Regions from separate parts of the Mus musculus genome. Here all the other regions are linked to region 3. The links are chromatin contacts, called in public HiChIP or PLAC-seq and promoter capture Hi-C maps. All regions are on one chromosome and are shown on one strand. The core of a region is the stretch at or near the end of the contact, and the rest is flanking DNA. Distances in the headings are between cores, read along the strand shown. Region 1 overlaps Rnf220 (ring finger protein 220). Region 2 overlaps Rnf220 (ring finger protein 220). Region 3 holds the start of Eri3 (exoribonuclease 3).

Region 1 (2,700 bases), core at 96-2,595, 200 kb before region 3:
TTTAAACAACAGCTGCTCCCCTCAAACCAGTCCAACTCAGGAAGGCTAGATTCTCCCCAGGTCTCTTCAAAGATATCTTGAGAAGGGCTATGGTAAAGACCTCCATGGCCTTCATGGTACTGGGCACTTTCCTTGTCATTCTCAGGGTCTCTAGGTTTGTCCCTGCTATGAGTGACCAGCCTTGCCTAGAGCAGGAGAAAAGGTCCCTTTGAGTTCCAAGACTGGCTGGGGCTATACTGCTAGCTTTTGTCCATGTCCAAGGATCCCACACAGCAGGGATCTCACCCTCTCGCTATGCCCGAAGAAGGGTCAGTGAAATCTGCAAGTCTCAATTTGCTCAAAATAACCCTTATCCAAGCTTTTGTTCAGCCTTTTCCTGAGTCCCAATCAAAAACATCCTACCTCCTGCACCCTGCGAAAGGACTCGGACCCACCCACCGCATCCATTCCAAGAGCTAGGATTTCAGGAAAGAAACCTGGATAATGTCCAAGAACAATCCTGCCAGCTTCTCTCTGCCCTTAGCCACCTCTGGCTTTCCCTGCTCTTTAGATACAAGACCTTTAGGAAGAACATTCTGGGAGGCCTTGGCAGGAGCCAGGCCTGGGTCTGTGGAGCTGGGCTGGCTAAGTTTCTGCCCTCTGAAAACAAAGAACAAGAGAGAAAACACTAGGTGATGACCTGTAAATGACCATAGTGACCTTCTGATCAGAGGTCACAGGGGTGACCTCCAAGGGTATTGCTGTGTCTCCCCTAGCTGGGACAAGCTTTCACAAGCCTTGTGTCTCTCCCTCGGGGAAGTCTATACATTAACAACTGCCTTCCAAATTGAGGGTAATGTCCGGACTCCTGCACTGGATCCCTTGTAACAGCTGGGCCATGGCTCCCCAGCGCATTTTAGATCCACACAGCACGTCTGGAGAAATCCAACCCGAGACTCCTATCCTCAATGCCAAGCCATTTCTAGAGAAATAAGGAATCGGATGGATTCTGATGGTTGGTTAGGATGACTCCCCACTGCAGAGCCTGTCTTCTGGAGTTTTGTATGCCCTGCAGCCTGGAGCCTTAGCAGGCTTAGCTTTCGAGGAGCTGAGCACTGCTACACTACACTTAGTCTGGCTCTCCTGGGTGCAAGCCTCCCACCTCGGTCACTTTCCTTGTTGAGCCAACAGCTCGATCTTGATCTCTTGAACTAGAAGGTCGACTCTAGAGGGGCCTTCACTGAAAGCCAATGCTAATCTGGTTAGGGCCTGGCTGGGCCCTGAGCTCCCTCCATAGGACCAAGTGCAAGTGAAAAAATGCCAATTACCAGATGACAAAAAGGGTCCCTGCCCCTGGGGAAGGGCAAGCTACTGGGAGGGAAGGGAGGGGCACGGTAACTGAACACCTTGCCGGAAATAGCTCCTATCAGTCCACTTAGAGAGCCATCAGCCCAGCAGATTTATGGGCAGCGTGTGCCCCTCTGATAGATCGGACTATTTAAAGGCAGCCGAAGCCTCAATTTATATCAATGTGAGCGGAGAGGGAGGGTGAGGGGCTTCGAGGTGGGGGATGAAAAGCCATTGGGGGCCAGCCCCAGGCGGGATCAAGGCTATCATACTGGCCTTGGAGAAGAGATAAGGCCAGAAGAATGGGGTCACAGGGCGAGAACAGCATCCTGGTCAAATCCCATTGGTATTCAGGGAAGCCAGAACATGCCAGCATCCCAGTTCTTCCTGCAGCACCTCTCTGAACCCCACCCCAGTCTCTCAGCAAGCCCTTCAGTGAAGGTGGGCAGTTCCTGCTAACGCCAAGTGCAACAGTTCATTGGATTTCCAGTGGGGGGTGGGGGGTGGGGGGACCTCCACCTCCCCAGCTGCGGGGCATGCTTGCCCTCCTCACAACCTCCCCCTTGCCTGAGCTGAGGGAGAAGGACAGGGTAATTGTGTTAGGCTGGGGGCATTAGCAGCTGAGGAATGGGCCTGCTTGCCTCCTGCCCGCTCATCCCCAGCCTATACTTCCCGGGGGCAGATTAAGCAGTTCCCATTGCTCTCCCTAGCTCTGCCTGGGCCTCCTCCATAACTCTATTACCCACTAGGTGGGTGCTTGCCCCACCGGTGGTGGTCCCTCTGATAATTCACCTCCCAGGAAACTCTGCCTTTCTGACCTCTCCCTGCCTCCTTCCTCAGTCCCTTCTGACCAACCTCAGGCTTCCTTGGCTCCCCCCCGACCCCCCACCCCCCAGCGCTTCCGTGTCTACACCAACTGGCCTTATTCTCTCGGTTTCATGGGAAATTGCTATTTAGCAACAGTCCTAGGCACAGGACCAACACGCACTATTGGCTTTGTGGGTTCCGGGCTGATAGTGCGTCCACTCATTCACATATTCACAGAGCACATTATAGGGTCAGAGCCTCACACTAGTGCCGGGGTCACAGAGTTGGTTCCCTAAAGTCCTTGCACTATGGGACCTTAGAACCCAAGGGGCAGATAAGTTCAACCAAGACTGTTGTTTTTCCTTCTGTCTTCCCTTCCTTCTCTCTCAAATAAACTTTAGCCATTTTAAGCTTCCATTAGTTTACTGCGGTGGAAAGTATGCACATGTGTGTATCACAGCACATGTGTGGAAGGCAGCCTGAGGGAGTCAGCTCTCTCTGTCCACCATGTAATGTGGGTCTTGGGAATCAATTCAGGTCTTCAGCTTTGGTGGGTGGCAAGTGCCT
Region 2 (2,700 bases), core at 15-2,514, 170 kb before region 3:
CCTGTCTTTTAATCTCTACATAGGAGCGATTGTGTGCGCACTCATGCACACGCACACGCATACACATGCATACACGTATGTGTACAAGTACACATAAGATAAAGACCCGCTGTGCATCATGGCTGGGTCTCACTGCTACTTGCAGGACTTGTGCATGGTGTGTACACATAAGATCAAAAAGAAAAACGCAGAAAAGGGAAATTTTTCTTTTAGTTTGGTGACTGGAAGTGGAACTGGGCTCCCAGCATGGTCATTGGGTATGTTCAGATCAAGGCTTGAAGACCTGTTTGACCACTATCAAATTTGAAGGTCTGATGTAGGAAGGGATTGGTTGTAGACCAAGCAACCATGCAAGGGAGTCTCTTTCTCTCTCTCTCTCTCTCTCTCTCTCTCTCTCTCTCTCTCTCTCTCTGTATACCAAGGGATAGATGGGAGAGAGAGATAAAGGGGAAGGCAGGACAGAGCTAGTGAGATAAACACTGTCATGGGCCGTTTCTATCATGTACTCACAAGAGCATAATAAAGCCCTTGTAATATACTAGAACTTGTGTGGTCCCGGGGCCTCATTTGCATACTAATTACTGAGTGCAAATGGGACCGAGGGGTAGGGAGGAAGGGTGGGGGAGGCATGCAGGGAGCGAGGGGCCTGGACTGTTTGCTCTGCCATTTCATATCATGCTAACAAGCTAATCCGGCGTGCAGTTAGCTCCTGATATATAACTGCTCATTAGTATTATAATAAAGTACATGAAACAACCATAAAACGTTATATACTGCACAAGTGTTGTTTTCTTGCCAATTATCTGCAGGCGGATTTATCACCACAGTTGTTTCGAATTCCCCTTGGTGAGGTTTGGGCGGAATAAAGAAAGGTGTTGGTGGCGGCGGCAGCAGAGGGGGGCCTTTTTGAGGGGCAGACCATGTGTTTTCTTAAGTAGCACTTACTGATGCGCCATTTCATGAGAGTGAAGCTACAGAGATCCATCCTTCCCATCTCCACAGTCTAGCAGCTCCAGAGAAAGGAGGAGAGAGAGAGCTGAGGCTTGCAGGCCCATGGCTTTTGGGGTGACTCAGAACCCCCGGGTGCAGAGTCTGTGTCTATTTAGTGGGGTCTTACAGAGCCACATGGAAGGTGCCTGCCTGTTCAGGAGCAGAGCTCAGAATAGCTTTACTCCTGCAGCTTTCTCCCTATAGTGCGCCCATGGTGATCTCTACCCCGGGCTCTGGTGTCTCCACCCAAGGCTTCCTGGAGATCAGCAGGTCCTTGGAGACTCCTGTTTGACCTCTGTAGTCTCAGGGCCATCCAGACACACCCAGCAAGTGAGAGATCTGACTTTACCTCCCTGGCTAATATAAGACAGGCCTTCCCTGGGCTTTCCTGGGATAGGAAAAGGCTTCGGGGCCCCCGCTGTGCATCATGGCTGGGTCTCACTGCAACTGCGCAAAGCAGGACTTGTGCATGGTGTGTCACAACCTCATGGGAAGGACTCATGCACAAGGAAAACCACTAGTTCCCACAGCCTGTCAGGAATCGGTTGTGGGACCCAAGAAGCCAGTTCTTCAAAGGCTGCTCCTGATTGGAAGTCTCACCCAGGCCCTGTACAGCCGGCCTTCCTCATCTGCAAGGGACCCTCACCTTTGGTAAGTGGTGGATCTTACTAGGAGCTGAATGGACACAGTCAGTGACACAAGGCTTTGTGCTGTGTCAGGGATAGGAGTGGGGATCAGAAAACAGGCTAACCTTAAGGGCTGAGGATCAACCTCTGAGAGTCATCTGCCTCTTAGTGAGCCAGGATAGATCTCCTTATTCACAAGTGACAGCCACATTTTAAGACCATTTTGTCTTGGACTCTGAGCTCCTTGCAAGCACCCTCATAGTAAACGCATTTCCCAGAAGAACCCACCTCCTCCAGGGACGGTGCACCTAAGAATAGAGGGGATACACAGTACCCTAAGCTTGGCTACTCTTCAGTTGTCCTTGGTCACATACCACCTGCTCAACCCAATTGCTTTTTTCCATCTTTGAATAACTAAAAAAGCCTCACATCTAAAATATTTAGTGTATTTCTATCCCAGATATGTTTCTTTGTTGCCTTAGCTCTTTATATCTTTTAAATTAAAGTAATTAATTGATCTTTTTTTTTTTTTTTGAGACTGGGTTTCACTCTATAACCAAAGCTGGCCTGAACTCAATCTTCCTATTCTCAAGTGCCGGGATGACAGTTGTGTGTTAATATCATTACACCTGCCTCACACACTATGTGTGCTTGAGTGTGTAGGATAGGGAAGGTTCTTAGATAGCTCCCGGTAGCCTCAAATTCCCTATGTAGGTGAGGGTGGACTTGAACTTCCGATCCTTCTGCCTCCCTGAGGGCTGGGATCACACAGGGATTGAGCCAGGGTTTGTGCACGTTAGACCAGCACATCGCCAACCAAGCTACATCCCCAGGTTTCTCTACACTTTAGAGTCTACCCGTCCACATCCAACCACAGATGTCCACAGAGGTGACCATTTGACTGTGGAGCTTTGACACTCAGGATTTAGGCTGATGATGACAGTTCTCTCCTACTTACAATTGCAAATTTTATGACTGAGTCATTCCGAAGGCACCGTGATGACAACGGTGATAAGGAAGTATTCCATATTTGGTGATCTCGAGTCCAAACAGAGAAGCGGTTGGGGGTGATTCACATTCCGAC
Region 3 (2,700 bases), core at 189-2,688:
TTATCTTTTCATTGCCCATCCCTTCCATTTCCTTTCCTATAGAAAAGCTCCTTGAGGATATGGATTTTATATGTCTTACCATGAAACCATCAGCAACAGACAGTGCCCAATTCTGAAGTATAAACACGCATTGACGAATGGGCCAATCCAGGTTAATGTTTATGTAACGATAAGAAGAAGAAGCTCCAGTTTTAGTTCCAAGATTTGGGGACAGGCAATCGTGGCTCTCCTTTTCTCAGTTGGGGTGAGTGATATCTGTCTCTGTTGCAGTTTACTCCTTCATTTGTCAGAAACACATTATTGCATAGCTGCTCTATGACTGACACCATACTGGGTATAAGCCATGCAGCATGAACAATATGGAAATGAATAGCTATCTTAAACGAGTTTCAATTCCTGGGAGAGAGATGGCAGGGAGACAATTGTAAAGTGCTGTGCTCAGTTCTGTAGGTTCACAGTAGAACCATCTAACCCATTATGTGCATGAGATTAAAGAAGGCATTCTCTGATATGGGGATTACAGGCATTTCCAGCTCAGGCAGGAACCATTATATTAAGATCTCAGAGGTGGCAGGGTCCAGAACTGATATTAGCTGTCTTAAAGGAAAATAGCAGGTGGCAGACAGAGGAGCTTGGTAACTGAAGATGGCTCCTAAGATGGATCTGACTGAGAGGCTGTCAAAATCACCAGTGGCTTAAGACTGATGCTTCCCATTTCATAACGTGGATTCCCAGAGAAGCACAGCTAAGATGGAGACACTCACCCATCGCTTTAGGTGAAGTTCTCCCCAGCTGCCTGGAGAGACTGACTGTGAAAGACCCACTACAGCTATGGCCAGAAACCTTGTTAACCCTGACAGTTCCTCTGAGGGCCTCAACAAGCCAGAAGCTTCCTCCTCAGAAAGGCCCTTCAGAAATCTCAGCATTTTCTTTTTAGCTGAATTCGCCTCCCTTCTTTCCAGATTTCCCTCAGGCCCGCATCAGAAAGTAGATAACGATTACTTGTTGACAATGAATCACAGAAAAGTGTCGCCTAAAGAGAATGTCTCCTAAGCCCATACTCACCGAATGCCTACAGTCAAGGTGGGGAAAATAAGTAGAGCATCTGGGTCATTTTAGGCCTGACGAAGATTTCGGGTTATTTTATTATTATCATTTATTTATTTTTTAAGAAAACCCCTTTCACTGTTTAGAAGTGACCCTCCCTTTCTCTTTTGAATACGTGGCTCCTCTAAACTACAAGTCCCACAAGGCCCAGAGCCAACGGTCACCATCTTGACACACCTTAACGCGCATGTCGGCGGGAGAGAGAGCGTTTGGAGAGAAGAAGCCCCGCCTTACTCCAGCTCATTGGCCAAAGGCGCTAGCAGCGGGCTCAGCGGTTGGCTACCACGCCCGCCCGTCCACCGCGTCGGTCGGGGTCAGAGTGCGCGGAGGTGAGTCGGTGTGTTGTGGACTCGTGGTGCTGGCTGCCGCTGTTGAGGCTGCCTGGAACGGGCTGTGGGAAGCGGGCGGAGCTGGCCCTGCTTCTGCCTGGCCAGCGCCGCAGGCGGCGCGGGCCGTGCCCGCTGCCGTCAACTGCCCGGAGCGTCTGCTGAGGCCGAGGGAGACGCCGGGGCCTGCACCTGGAGAGAGCCTGCCGTGCTGGCCCGGAGGAGGGGGCGTTGCCATGGCGACAGCCTCTCCGGCAGCTGACGGGGGGCGGGGGCGGCCCTGGGAAGGAGGGCTGGTCTCCTGGCCCCCTGCCCCTCCCCTTACGCTTCCCTGGACCTGGATGGGCCCGAGCTGGGGGCAACACCCTGGGGTGGGTGAGATTGAGAGGGCCCCCAGCTTGGGCCCTGGTTAATGCATGCGGGGTGTGGGTCGTGGCGCGCACACTTAAGGAGCCTGGGATTCTGGCCTGGTGCTCACCCTGGATGTTAGAACTCTGGGCGAAGGGATAGCTGGGGAGGGCGGTGGGGGAGCTCGGCTTTGCGAGAGAGACTGGGTGAGTTGATGAAAGGGCCTGGTTTGAGATTTCTGGAGAAGGAGAGAGGTTTGACCAGATAAAGTAGAAGATTAAGGAATTATTTATAGACTACCCCCTCCGCATCTTGGCACAGGCACACATGCTAGCACTTTACTTCCTTGTAAGTCACAAGCTGTGGGTAATAATGGTGGACAGAGGTGGACAGAGTGGAGAAAGAGCCTTAACCCAGGTAGCTTTTTGTATGTCTTTATTGCAAGTGGTCCAGCAACAGGTGTCTTCTTAAAACAAAGAAAGCATGACTTGGGTTGAGTTCTTGTGAAATGTCAGCTGCTCGACGTTGGCCTGGAAGATGCTGGGTATGGGGCCCCTCATCTGGAGATACAGAGCTTGCCCCTCAGGCTGGATTTCGCAATGACTGGGGCCAATAATTGTCTCTGACCATTTTTGTGGCTTGCATTTGCTAGTGCATTTCATTGGTTTCCCAGCCCAAGGGCAGCAAAACATGAATCCCATTGGCCAAAGACTAAGCTATTTAACTGTAGTAGATTGTGATTGGCCGAATGATTTTTGACTGTAGAGTTTGTACCAGAAAACTGGCTTCATCAAATTCAGCTTTATTCTGACTTTATCATACACAGTATACCTTGTTTTAGTGGGCTCGGTCTTGGACCTTAAGTATATTATACTTGAATCGCCCACCATTTAAAAGCCAATTTATAACAGTGACTTGG

What was found. Promoter capture Hi-C pulls out the DNA fragments that hold promoters and counts their contacts. HiChIP or PLAC-seq counts read pairs in DNA pulled down with a chosen protein or histone mark.
Region 1: a contact with region 3 is called in a promoter capture Hi-C map of embryonic stem cells, with 2.0 times the contacts expected there. The contact joins the enhancer-like site here to the promoter of Eri3 in region 3. A contact is called at or near these places in 11 of 39 promoter capture datasets (the 3T3-L1 cell line, 3T3-L1-derived adipocytes, the C10 cell line and 8 more), 1 of 484 Hi-C or Micro-C datasets (bone marrow-derived macrophages), 4 of 115 datasets of contacts at active chromatin or transcription factors (craniofacial prominence, embryonic stem cells, epiblast stem cells and 1 more) and 3 of 9 other capture datasets (adipose tissue, liver and pancreatic islet).
Region 2: a contact with region 3 is called in an H3K27ac HiChIP or PLAC-seq map of embryonic stem cells, with 7 read pairs. The contact joins the enhancer-like site here to the promoter of Eri3 in region 3. A contact is called at or near these places in 5 of 39 promoter capture datasets (cranial neural crest, embryonic stem cells, hematopoietic stem and progenitor cells and 1 more), 3 of 484 Hi-C or Micro-C datasets (embryonic fibroblasts and embryonic stem cells), 7 of 115 datasets of contacts at active chromatin or transcription factors (bone marrow-derived macrophages, embryonic brain, embryonic forebrain and 3 more) and 3 of 9 other capture datasets (adipose tissue, liver and pancreatic islet).

Annotation. Positions count from the first base shown.
Region 1 is chr4:117,351,821-117,354,520 of GRCm38.p6, forward strand. All of the region lies in intron 2 of Rnf220 (ring finger protein 220), which reads right to left. Among named protein-coding and RNA genes, the nearest start is that of Gm40231, 34 kb to the left of the region's middle. Within about 2 kb of position 1,346, at least 21 of the 459 cell types and tissues checked have an H3K27ac peak or open chromatin away from gene starts, as enhancers often do. A contact at or near this core is called in embryonic stem cells, where this site is marked.
Region 2 is chr4:117,379,412-117,382,111 of GRCm38.p6, forward strand. The region is part of intron 2 of Rnf220 (ring finger protein 220); the gene reads right to left. Among named protein-coding and RNA genes, the nearest start is that of Gm40231, 61 kb to the left of the region's middle. Within about 2 kb of position 1,265, at least 20 of the 459 cell types and tissues checked have an H3K27ac peak or open chromatin away from gene starts, as enhancers often do. A contact at or near this core is called in embryonic brain and embryonic stem cells, where this site is marked.
Region 3 is chr4:117,548,927-117,551,626 of GRCm38.p6, forward strand. Eri3 (exoribonuclease 3) reads left to right here and starts at 1,439. Exons shown (of 9, transcript NM_080469.4): 1 at 1,439-1,804. The coding sequence starts at 1,670.